Regions from separate parts of the Mus musculus genome. Here regions 1 and 2 are each linked to region 3. The links are chromatin contacts, called in public ChIA-PET maps. All regions are on one chromosome and are shown on one strand. Each heading gives the region's core, a stretch centred on a gene start, on an enhancer-like site or on the middle of the called end of the contact. The rest is flanking DNA. Distances are from core to core; before and after follow the strand shown. Region 1 holds the start of Ubxn8 (UBX domain protein 8). Region 2 holds the start of Tex15 (testis expressed gene 15). Region 3 overlaps Wrn (Werner syndrome RecQ like helicase).

What was found. ChIA-PET counts read pairs in DNA pulled down with a chosen protein or histone mark.
Region 1: an RNA polymerase II ChIA-PET map of effector CD8 T cells shows a contact between it and region 3, with 13 read pairs. The contact joins the promoter of Ubxn8 here to the enhancer-like site in region 3. A contact is called at or near these places in 1 of 39 promoter capture datasets (hippocampal neurons), 8 of 115 datasets of contacts at active chromatin or transcription factors (the 230-238 cell line, bone marrow-derived macrophages, effector CD8 T cells and 4 more) and 2 of 9 other capture datasets (adipose tissue and liver).
Region 2: a contact with region 3 is called in an RNA polymerase II ChIA-PET map of memory CD8 T cells, with 5 times the contacts expected there. The contact joins the promoter of Tex15 here to the enhancer-like site in region 3. A contact is called at or near these places in 6 of 484 Hi-C or Micro-C datasets (bone marrow-derived macrophages, embryonic stem cells, nephron progenitors and 1 more), 2 of 115 datasets of contacts at active chromatin or transcription factors (embryonic stem cells and memory CD8 T cells) and 3 of 9 other capture datasets (adipose tissue, embryonic stem cells and pancreatic islet).

The regions. Positions count from the first base shown.
Region 1 is chr8:33,640,705-33,644,754 of GRCm38.p6, reverse strand. It overlaps Ubxn8 (UBX domain protein 8), which reads left to right and starts at 2,779. Exons shown (of 8, transcript NM_178648.2): 1 at 2,779-2,905. The coding sequence starts at 2,818.
Region 2 is chr8:33,568,233-33,572,411 of GRCm38.p6, reverse strand. It overlaps Tex15 (testis expressed gene 15), which reads right to left and starts at 1,868. Exons shown (of 4, transcript NM_031374.2): 1 at 1-1,868. The coding sequence starts at 1,868.
Region 3 is chr8:33,305,234-33,309,362 of GRCm38.p6, reverse strand. Wrn (Werner syndrome RecQ like helicase) reads left to right here. Exons shown (of 34, transcript NM_011721.4): 17 at 3,603-3,709. Among named protein-coding and RNA genes, the nearest start is that of Wrn, 78 kb to the left of the region's middle. Within about 2 kb of position 1,957, at least 20 of the 459 cell types and tissues checked have an H3K27ac peak or open chromatin away from gene starts, as enhancers often do. A contact at or near this core is called in effector CD8 T cells and memory CD8 T cells, where this site is marked.

The DNA.
Region 1 (4,050 bases), core at 1,530-4,029, 330 kb before region 3:
GGGTTCTGGAATGAACTCAGGTGTTACCCACTGAGCTATCTTGCCAGGCTGCAATTTCTATTTTTTTTTTTAAATTATCTTTTAGTTTTGACGATTTCTTTATTTTCTATTTATATAAATACACTGTCACTGTCTTCACACACACATCCGATCCCATTACAGATGGTTGTAAGCCACCATATGGTTGCTGAGAATTGAATTCAGGACCTCTGGCAGAGCAGTCAGTGCTCTTAACTACTGAGCCATCTCCCCAGACCTGAAAATTGTATTTCAAGGTCTAAAACCAGACATGCTGGTGTCACTCACTAGACTAATCTAGAAACCCAGGAAGAAGGAAAGAAACAGAAGGAATGCAGAACAAAATGAAGCTGGTGAGAACTGAAGGAATTCCTTGTCTGTCTTCATGTAGAATCAACACAGGCCCCAGTGGGAACATTGTATGAGTCAACCCAGCTGTGTAATCCATCTATCCTGTTATAATTCAAATGGCCTCCTTCTCATTACTGACTTGAGACTGTGCCCTCCTAGTTTGAACTCTTTGAGTCTAAAGTTTTTTTGTTGCTATTTATTTTTGAACGGGATCACACTGGGGCCTGAACCAGTCACAATCCTCTTGCCTGTTATTATACTCAGTAATAAGATTCATAGCCTATTTACAAAGCAATCTCCAATGGCCCTAGGTCCAATTTGCCATTGTGCTCTTAAATTTTTTTTTCCTTTTATTGAACGTACATTTTGGGGGCTGGAGAGACTGCTTAGCGGTTAAGAGCACTGACTGCTCTTCCAAAGGTCCTGAGTTCAAATCCCAGCAATCACATGGTGGTTCACAACCACCTGTAATGAGATCTGACACCCTCTTCTGGCGCATCTGAAGACAGCTACAGTGTACTTACATATAATAAATAAATCAATCTTTAAAAAAAAAAGAAAGAAAGAAAGTACATTTTGGGGGTTGGAGAGATGGTTCAGTGGTTAAGGGCACTGGCTGCTCTTCCAGAGGTCTTAGGTTTGATTCTCAGCACCCACTTGGTGGCTCACAAGTTCTAGGGGATATAGGCATAACACCATATACATAAAATAAAATTCCCCTCCTCACATATTATATCCTGATTACAGTTTCTCCTCCCCCTAGTCCTCCCCACCTCTCATCCCATCTGGATCCACACCTTTCCTGTCAATATGAAACAGGCTTCTAAAGGATAATTAAAATAGAACTAATACATCAGAATCAGAGAAAACAGACGGAAGGGGAAGAGCCCAAGAGAGAGTGTAAGAATCAAAGCCTCATGTTGGCACACTTGGGAATGCCATAAAAACACTAAACTGGAAGCCATAATATATACACAAAGGAACTTTAGGGTAAAAGGAGGTTAAAAAAAAAAAAAAGGCAGGACTCTGACATGACATTTCAAGAGCAGGAACCTCTAAGGTTGTATTGGCCATCCACTGCTGGCCATTCAGTCTACCATCGCAAATGTTTTTCAAGTGAGCCTTCCCTGGAGAGAGAATTTACTTTTTCAAGTGGTTATCAGTTGGAGATAGTGGCTGGATTAAGGATGGGGATAGCTGTCTACTTCTTTGGGCTCTAGGAGCTTATCGGTGAAGATCCACACAGGCTCTGTGCATGCTGCCTCAGTTCACTGAGTTCACATATTTATCGATCTTTTTTGCTTTGGAGGGCCTTGTTTTCTCCGTGCCCTTCATCCCTTTTGCTCTTACTCTTTCTGCCTCTGCTCCTTTGGGGTTCCCTAAGGGGAGGGTTTCATATTCACCCATTTAGGGCTCACTGTTCCAAGGTCTTGGACGCTCCTCTGTATACTTTTTTTTTCTTTTGTTTTTTTCAATCAGGGTTTCTCTGTGCAGTCCTGGAACTCACTCTGTAGACCAGGCTGGCCTTGAACTCAGAGATCCATCTGCCACTGCCTCCCTAGTGCTGTGGTTAAAAGTGTCCGAAGTCCAAACTCCAAACCTTCACACTTTAGTCACTATCTCCTCAGGAAATTCTTCTCCACACTGCAGAACGTGGTTCTGTAGCACTCTATACAGACATTCCTATCATGGCACCAGACATCAGATAGTCTCTGTACAGGACATGTATCCCAGGGCTGAGTTTGTTTAGGACAAATTCAGTAACTTACACATACTTGGAACTTAAGCTAAACTGAAGAGCGACTGGGGGTATTGATGGTTGAGGACTTGCCAAGTTGGGAATCTTGTCAGTGGGAAGGCCCTCCATTCCTGAACTCTAAGTTACCAGAGCTGAGTCATGGAGTGGCAGGGAAGTCACTGTGAGGCCAACGTTAAGTCATAACTGTAACACGTGTAGGCATTGACAGGGAGAACAGTGAGTGGGGGGCAGGTCTAGGGAACTCTCCACGCGGGTGTGGGGCAGGAACAGGCACTAGGGAGCAGACCCCACTTTTAAGCTTCCCGCAGGACCTGTTAGGAAGAGAAGATGCTTAGTAACTAGTTAGCTAAGAACCAAACGCCCTGTTACCCCCAAGGGACACAAGGCCACCGGGCCTCGCAGCGTCAACCGCCCCTTTTAAGTCATTTCAGTCTTCTGAGCACCATCTTTTAGACCTGCACAGTCTGATAAGCCACTGTCATCGTGACCAGCCTCAGATCCACAGGACAGGGACCGTCCCAGCCGAAGGAGATGACCCGCGCCGTCTGAGCAATCGCATCCGGGCCCGCGCCCCAGCCTCAGGGCACAGCATCCTCCCTCCATTCCTCCCAGCCCGAGGCCTCCGGGGCGAGCTCGCGGAAGGCACGGCCGGAAGGGGCGGGCACTGCGCCCAGCGAGCCCTCCGCGCCATGGCTTCTCGTGGCGTCGTGGGCCTTTTCTTGCTCTCTGCTCTCCCTCTCTTGTGTCTGGAGCTCCGGCGCGGGATCCCGAGTCTCGGTAAGTGTTGCCTTTCTCCTCTCGGTGCTCCCAGCTGGAGTGTTGTCACCTGAGCGGCGCGGACCTCCGCGCGCTTTTGACTACAATCCCCAGAATCCATCGCGCCCGCCCCTCTTCCGGAACCGCCTCCATTTCCGCGGGAAAAAGTTCTCTTGATCTCTGGCCAGGGTCGGCTTGGAAAGGGACCCGAGTGAGAAGCGCAGGGACAGATAGGAACTGTTTCGCCTCTAAGAGTAATGAGAGCCGGAAGTAAATAAGCTGATAGCTGAGCCATGTTTCAGGTGAAAGCCTTTGTGTCATGATCAAGGAATGGATGAAAGGGAGTCCCCAAGTACCATTTCTGAGAATCTTATTCTAAGTCAGACCCTGTTTGCAATCTCACTCTCCACTACTGCCACAACGACTTGTAGGTACTGTTAGCCTAAAAAACAGCGCTCTGCCCCAGAGCAGGTCAGAGTTTATTTTGGAATCGAATCTAAATGTCCGTGGTGTTCTGAGAATACGGATTTGGGTTACTTCAAATTCTCGGTTCCACGGTTCCAAAAGTTTTTATTGTAACAGCCAAAAAAATGTCACAAAACACCTTAAATATATGTAGGTCCATCAGGGAGATGAGTTACAGCAACGTGTAGGAAAACCTCTCGCAGAGGGCTCAGGTGCTCACAAAATAAACTTTTGGATTGGTAGAAGGTTGTGGGCTAAGTTAATATATTGTGTAGGTTCCATGTGATAGGCATAGTTAGGTCAGGCATATAGGTGAACAATGAGTGACTATTAAGTGGGCTAATTAAAGCCCATAATAATCCATGGTTAGGCTCTGGACCTGCAACATTTGAACCATTCCATAGTCTAAAAAGTTCTTATCAGTTAATCACCTTCTGTAGAACATAAAAGTAAGGGGATACTTGAGTTTACAGTACTGTTAAAATCTTTACATTTGAGAGCACTGTGATTTATTGAGGACGATCAGTGACTAATTGGAGGTGGTTTTGATTTTTTTTTAAGATTTATTTATTATATGTAAGTACACACAGTAGCTGTCTTCAGACACACCAGAAGAGGGCGTTAGATCTCATTATGAATGGTTGTGGGCCACCATGTGGTTGCTGGGAATTGAACTTAGGACCTTTGGAAGAGCAGTCAGT
Region 2 (4,179 bases), core at 619-3,118, 260 kb before region 3:
AGACAATCTTGTTTCTCACTTCCATTTATGTTATCTGTATTGTGTTCTTTAGCCTCATTTGGATTTTTATCATCTCTTTGTTCTTGCAAATTAATTTTCAAGTTCAGATCACAGCTCAATTCTGCATCATAAGATAGGCTGTGATCCTGCACACCATCTTTAACACGAGAAGCTTCTTCTTTGTGACAGTTATATGGTGATGCTTCCCCATTTTCATTTTCCCTCCGGACACATGTATATTCTCCAATTATGTTGCAAACTGAACTGTCAAGAGAGATGTCAATGGCAGCTGATGAAATAACTCTATCAATGAGCTTTTCACTGGCCAGGGGAACATCTTTTGCTTCCTGGAAGGCATCAGACAAAATGTTACCAAAGTTCTGATTATTTTGTACTGTTTTTAATTCTATTAGCCCTTGAGTCATGGCAAAATTTGTATTATCTTCATGCTCCAAAGAGTGTTGCGGGTACTTTTGTGAAAGACACTCTATAGTTGGAGTAAGAGAACACTCTAATTCCAATGCTGCACGATATAGTTCATTTTTATCCCCTGTGGAAGATATGGGAAACTTGGGCACTTGTAACTTATGAGTAACTCCGATTTTTTCACAATTACCACTTAAAGAATTAAGATTTCCTCCTTCTTTGTGTTCCTGGTACAATGTATTGGAATTATCAATTGGGCTACTAACAGTTTCATTACTAAGAACAGTTTCTTTGCACCAAGTATGGTTTACTCCATCTTTAGTGCTGTCTTCTGTGCTGATGGAGGCTCTCATCATTCCCGTATCTTGGATGTATTCACATAGATTTCCTTTCTTCTGGGCTGGGAAGACTGTAGACATCTGGTGACCAACCTTATATATACTGTTTATATCAGAAGATGGTGACTCTTGAGAGAAATGACCCTGAGAGTCGTTGCTACAAGTATTTTCTGATTCATCGGAGTTCCGTGACTCACTGCTCAGAGCTGTTAAAACTGGGACATTGCTTCTCATTTGAGCTCTCTGGACCTGTTCTTCACTGTGTTTTTGTTTCCTGACATCTGAAAATGCATTTGATAAAGAACTGGGGAAGGAAGAACTGTGTTGCTCTTTAAATTGTTCTGTAACAGCAATGCTACTGGATGCTATACAGTCATGGCCCTTTGAGCTGCTATTATGAGCCTGATAGTGTGAACTTTCAGAAGAGAATTTGAAGCAAGAGGCATTCAAACAACTAGTAATGGTATTATCAGCAGGAACTTCCGATGAAGAGATGGAACTAGTTGGCATACATGTCAGCTTTATTTGTGAATCACCACAACCCAAACTCTTATCCAATGGCAAAACATCACTCAAACCTGCAGTATCACTTTTGTTTCTCATGCTCTGTTCTCTCTTCATAAGTCTTGGGTCCTTAATGAGTTTTGAAGTAATAACTGTACTTGAGCCAGTATTGTTGTGAGAGGGAAAAGCAGCAGAAATACTACTTAAAATACTTCTAAGATATGTCACACTGAACAGGTCACCATTACCACTTGCTGTGTTACCAGTGGGTATGAAAGAAAAACCTGAATTGTGTGTGTATACTTGAGAAGCATCTCTAAGATTTGATGAATTTTCTGTCTGTCTGTTGTATGCTTCAAGCACAGAATTGTTTCCATTTTGTACATTTCCATAAGAACTAGAAGTATCTGAGCTGAAAGGACCCATCTCTGAATTTAGTGCTTTACATGGACAATTTTCCTGAACAAATGGATCCACAGGTTTCCTGAAGTGTTCAAAGATGACTGTAGCATCTTTTCCTTTTCCAATTCTTTTAGCAATTGTACAGTTATTCAGAGAACATGCTCTTTCTGTGGAAACATAAATAAAAAAGTATGTCATGGGTGAGTGTAGCTGACAGTTCAGTTAAATAACCCAATGATGATCATCTCTTCTTGCAGAAAAGAAAAGAGATTGAGACTAAGTAACAAAATATTGAAATGGAAAATATGAACCTAGTCTAGCAACTTGACTGCATGACAACACATGTACATACATGTAAATAAAATACATTAAAAAAATTAAAGTAGGGAGAAAGAATCCTATAAACCCTTTCTCTATAGCCATAGCATAGTAAGCACCCTTGGAAGTAATGAAGACTGAACATTTTAGCCACACGCTTGGGATAAGTTTTGAAAGTAAAATTGGGTGTGGTGGCACATGCTTGTAATCTCATCACTTTAGAGGCTGAGGAAGTAGAATGGTTAGCCTGGGTTATATATACCAAGTACCAGACCAACTAAGGTTACATAGCAACATGGCTTATCAAAACAAAACACTTTAGAAAAAGGCCCAAATCAGTTGACTTAGAAATTATTTACTGCTGATCTTACTGAAGTAAAAAAGATTCTATAGAGCTGGGGGCAATGGTGGTGCACACCTTTAATCCTAGAACTTGGGTGACAGAGGCAGGTGGATTCTGTGAGGTCAATTTGTTTGAGGCCAGCCTGGTCTATAGAGTAAGCTCCAAGACAGCCATGGCTACACAAAAACCATGACTTGTCTCAAAAAACAAGACTCTAGAGGAATACCGTATTAGAAACAACTGTATGTTAATATATTACGTAAGAAAAATGAAACGAACAAGTTCCTATATAAACAAAAAGTACAGAGAAAGCTTTATACATCTGTGACCATTTGTGTTTTTTTCCCCATTTTTTCATTTGACAGTTTCATACTTTAAATAATGAAGTTTAATTATTCTCACCCCCACATGTCCCTTCCTCATCCCTCTTCCTATCCAACTGCCAGCCATCCTCATATAGAAGATATGTCAGAGAAACTGGTAAGAACAGACACTATACTGGCTAGCCAAAAGCTAATAGTGATCTTTTTGCCAGAAAAATTTTTGACTCCAGACAAAAGTACTTTTAAACAGTTCTTTGAGCTGGGCGGTGGTGGTGCACACCTTTAATCTCAGCACTCGGGAGGCAGAGGCAGGTGGATTTCTGAGTTTGAGGCCAGCCTGGTCTACAAAGTGAGTTCCAGGACAGCCAGGGCTATACAGAGAAACCCTGTCTCGAAGAAAAAAACAAAACAGTTCTTTGACAAATATAATTTTACCATATATTAAATTTATATAAAAGGAAATTTATATACAAGTAAGAATATGCTTATTTTTACATGAAAATTAAATGTTGGCTGAATGCTTGGTACACTAAGAGCACTTTCAATATCTTTAAGAGTTAACTGATGCTTTAATTTTCTAATCATCAATCATGAGAAAGTTTTTTCTTTCCTAAATATATAGTATAAAATGGGACAATATTAACAACTATTTCTGAAAATTTTGTAAATTGTCTAAAGTTAAGCTGGGCAGTGGTGGCACACACCTTTAATCCCAGTACTTGGGAGGCAGAGGCAGGCTGATTTCTGAGTTGGAGGCCAGCCTGGTCTACAGAGTGAGTTCCAGGACAGCCAGGGCTACAAAGAGAAGAGAAACCCTGTCTCGATAAACAAAACAAAACAAAAACAAAACAAAAAAGCTAAATTAATTTAAAAGTAACTTTAAAATCACACTTTCTAGCATAACAGAATCCAAAGATACACTAATTTGATACATGGTGTGGATGACAGGAGCAACACTGTAAAATTCTCTTTTTCTGGAATTGAGCTTCTGAATCTCAGGCAAAGGCTCAGGCAGTATGTGTTGGCACTGCACTGTGTGATGGGGTATATAGACACAAGGCACACACCATATATTCAAAGTGGCAGGGAAGTTACACCCCACAGAAGTGTGAGTAAAACAAGACACACCTTGGACTCATAACAGTTTGATTTGGAATGAATTTTTTGGTCATTTCATGTTCATACACTTTTTATTGTTGCCAAAATTTTCATAATTCTCACATATGGGGTCATGACTCATAGTCTAAGAAGCTGTGATACTGACCTACAGGTAAGTGAAAGTATTAAAACACTACTTAAAAACTCAACACTTGATGACTTCACAAGTGAAGTCAAATATTTGAAAAAATCAATACCAAATCAGCACCAACTTAAAAATATAGAATACTTCTCAACTCAGCCTATGAGATCATACTACCCTTATATTAAGATGACACATAAACATCTCAAGGAAACTACATATTGCTATCTCTTATGAATACAAGGATAGAATTCGTTAATAAAATTGTAGCAAGCAGGGGCTGGT
Region 3 (4,129 bases), core at 708-3,207:
ACAATTTCTCAGCCTCTACTCAGTAACCCAAACACAGCAGAGGCTTCGCTGAAACATTTCACTCAAAGCTAGGCACAAAGGCTTTACTGAACATTTCACTTCAGGCTCCTGCCTCCAGGTCTCTTCCCTGCTTGAGTTCCCACATTGGCTTCCATCAATAATGAGGATGATGTGGAAGTGTAAGCCAAATAAACCCTTCCTCCACAAGCCGCTTTGGTCATGGTAACAAAGACATGTACCCTATCACTTAATAGTGTTTCTCTTATCAGGCATCCATGGGAGGAGGGGCCCTTGGTCCTGTGAAGGCTCCATGCCCCAGTGTAGGGGAATTCGAGGCTAGGGAGGCAGGAGTCGGGGGTGGGGGGAACACCCTTATGGAGGCAGGGGGATGGGGAATGGGACAGGGGATAACATTTGAAATGTAAATAATGAAAATATCCAATATAAATAAATAAATAAATAAATAAATAAATAAGGAAATTGAAAAAAAAAAACCAAAAAGAGAGCAGACTTTTATATTTCAGTATGTGTTGAAAGCAGCAAAGAATGAGGACCTACATTAATATTTATGGAAATATATTATCACAGTGTACCTATGCTCTCTCTCTGTTAGCTCTCATTGGCATGTTTTTGCCTGTAATGGAAAACAAGTTTGATGTCCAGTCTGTAATAGCTGGAAGGTGTTCCTTCAAGCATCTCTCTATGGGTTTAGCCTTATAGATTTACCTTATAGATTTACCTTATAGATTTACCTTATAGATCTATAGCCTTATAGATCTACCTTATAGGTCAATTTCATGGTTGGATCTAAAAAACTGGTTATCAGTAACTCTGTATTCTGAGTATATTTTTTTCCACTTTCAGTGTTTATTTGTTTTAATTTATAATGATGTTAAATTAATAACTTCTGTAAGTAAATAAACATTAAGAGCCTTTGACAAGTAGTTATTACTTTTTATGAGGTAAATGGTCAGTGCTGCCGAGCTGAGGACACTGTTCAATGATTCTGTTTGCCTAGCATGCTCCAGGCCTGGCTTCAAACCTCATTCAGTTTCATTTATTTTTGTTTTTACTCCGTGTGTTGGTGTTTGTGGTCACAGGGTAACTTGAAGGAGAAGGGGAGATGGTCCTCTCCGTCAACCATGTGGGTTCTGGGCATTTGCTGTTATGCCAAAGGGAAGTGGTTTTACCCACTCCCTCTTGCTCACCTTAGACACTGTATGTTTTGTTTATTGTGCTTTTCTTCCTCCCCCCCCCTCCCTCCCTCCCTCCCTCCCTTCCTGTGAATCAGTTTAGGAGAATGATACAGGAGGATCAGATAGTCTGACCTCCCTTCTGTTTTAAAAACATACACACAAGTGAGCAAACAAAACCAGATAACACGTGTAAGTTTTTCATCACTAGAGCAGAATTGTTTGCTTTTAATAGATAAAAATATTTCCCTGGGTGATTTAGAAAAAGGGATAAGGAAAATGAAAATTATTTTTTTAAATATTTCCACTGGCCTTTGTTTGCAGGAAATAGTAAAAAGCCTACAAAAATGAATATACTTGGGATGTTATTTGTACAGTAGTCTGACATTTAACTAATCAGATTTGTCATTTTTAGGTAAATGTTACATATATTTTTTTTTAAAGTAGTCCGGGTCTATAACAGAAATAGCAAGCATACTTCATGGGGTGCCTTCCCAGGCGTACTTGTGATTGTCTTTTAACTTTGGGAATGAGACTTGAATGGCAGATGCCTAAATGAAATCTCTATAGGACCTTGGAAGACCCTTGAACTTTTGCATTCAGAGTGAATTTTGCCAAAGCTTGTCTGAACTAACTGTGCAGGTGAAAGTTCAACTCTATTAACTGCTTGTCAGATCTCTTTTAACTTAAAGTCTAGCCATGTTAATTTCTACATTCAGAATAAGTGTATGAGTAACACTGGCATTTCCGCAGTCACTCAGTGGTATAAAGTCAGCGTTTGCCTCTTCGCTTCCTTCCTTCTCGCAGTCTGAGGTCATCGGTGTAATCTCAATGAGTTGCTCTTGTTTCTTTTGTTTCCTCTCTGGATTGTGAGACCCTTGAGGTCAAGTGTACTTTGGTTACCCAGAAAAGGGTTAATTCAGTTTTCTTATTTAGATAGTGCCTCCAGCAGCTCAGGCCGGTCTTGAACTTTCTATGTGGCTGAAGAGAGCCTTGAATTCCTGCTCCTGAATTACATGCGTGTGGCTCTTAAAAGGGCTTTAAATCATAATGACCATGTAGTAATAACCGCTGAAGTATATTTTTATTAAGCTCTTTTTGGGCCCATCCTTATCTGAGTGTGTTATGTGAATGTTCTAATTTAACCTTAGAGTAGTAAGAAGTATTAGGTGCTGTTACTACCTACTGTGTTTTATTTTTGCTTATGATGCTGTTTGTGCTGCTGGTGCTGCTGGGGGTGATGGTGGTGATGGTGATGGTGGTAGTGGTGGTGATGATGTTTGTGGTGGTAGTGGTCAGTGTGTGTATGTGTGTGTATGTGTGTGTGTGTGTGTGTGTGTGTGTGTGTGTGTGTGTGTGTGTGTGTGTGTGTGAAATACCACAGTGTGTTTGTAGAGGTCAGAGAACACCTGTGTAAGTGGGAGACAGTTCTCTCTGTGGTTTCTGAGGGTTGAACTCAAGTTCTCAGACTTTTACCCACTGAGCCTTCTCAGCAGGTCCACGATGTAGTTTTGAGGAAACTGAGAACTGAAAAGATTTGTAGCTTCTCAAGGCTTTGTGTACAGCTAATCTAATTCTAAAGCACATGTTTTAAATCATCTCACTGATAGGGTATATCAGCAAATAACAGAAGGTTATTTTTCTCTTAAAAGTACTAATTTGATAAGGGTAAAGGCATTACTAGTCAGTTCTTTGAAATGTCTGAAGATGTCATGATGATTACATAATGAAGCCCTTTCAGATGCATTAAGACACCATTGATCTTGTTTTAGTGTGTGGTGTGGGGCCCAGTGGAGGGTTATGTTCTTTTTCACTACTTACTTTGCACACGGTGGGAATTAGTTCTCCCCAAGCCGTTTTATGTTAGCCAATGTGGATGTCATCTCGTCTTCAGTTATTGGCATTTCAGAGGAACTTCCTGTAATATGATATGTGCCGGATTGCAGATAACGATGTACTTAATCTCAGTAGAAATGTGCTGACTATTTGTCTCCGTTGATAGCTAATCTATGAGATAAGATTAACATTATTGCCAAAAAGAAATGGAACAATTCTTTTGAAAGGATATTGTTGTAGATGTTATAAGTGATAATTTTGGGACACAGTAATAATAAGCAATTTATGTCTTTGAGGAATAGTAATGAAAACTGAAAGATAGTGTGTTGTTTGAATTACGACGTAAATATTTCCTGTATGCGAATCTCTTTTATTCATTTCTCTTCTGACTTCGAAAGTTTGATGTTATCTGGTATTATTTATGCTTCTTATGTGTGTGTGTGTTTGAGCCCAATACTTTGATTTGACTTATACTTTCTGTGAGGTATATGTTCTAATAGGAACAGACAATATTGACTTAGCTAGCATTTTCCTTCTGAGCCTTATTTCTCCTGTATATTTTCTTCTGTGTAGGCATCACTCTCATTGCTGTGGATGAGGCTCACTGCATTTCAGAGTGGGGCCATGATTTCAGAAGTTCATTCAGGATGCTGGGCTCTCTTAAAACAGCGCTCCCATTGGTAAGCCTTGCCAGATCTCATGCCCCCACCCCACCCATCTCAGCTGAGGACTGACCCCAGGGCTCCTACCACCAGGCTAGACCCTCAATCCCGAATTTACTGAAGTGACATTTTCATCAAGGCCTTTCCAGGACTGGGTAATGTCCACCCATCTCAAGACTTCTCTATAAAAGGGATCAGATGTGAGCAGTGGGGCATATTTAGTTTTAAAAATTTTTTAAATTCTCACGCTGGCTTCCTTTTGAGGTTGACGTGTAGCTTACTAAGGAGTACTCTTAACAGGAGTGTCCAGGCTGTGACATTGAGCTACTCCAGTGTCATCTACAAGGTTCTCCCTCAAGAACCACGAAATTGTGTTATTCAAAGACATCACAAAGATGCCTCTGTTTTAGTTCACGTGTGACTTTGTGTTGTGCCACA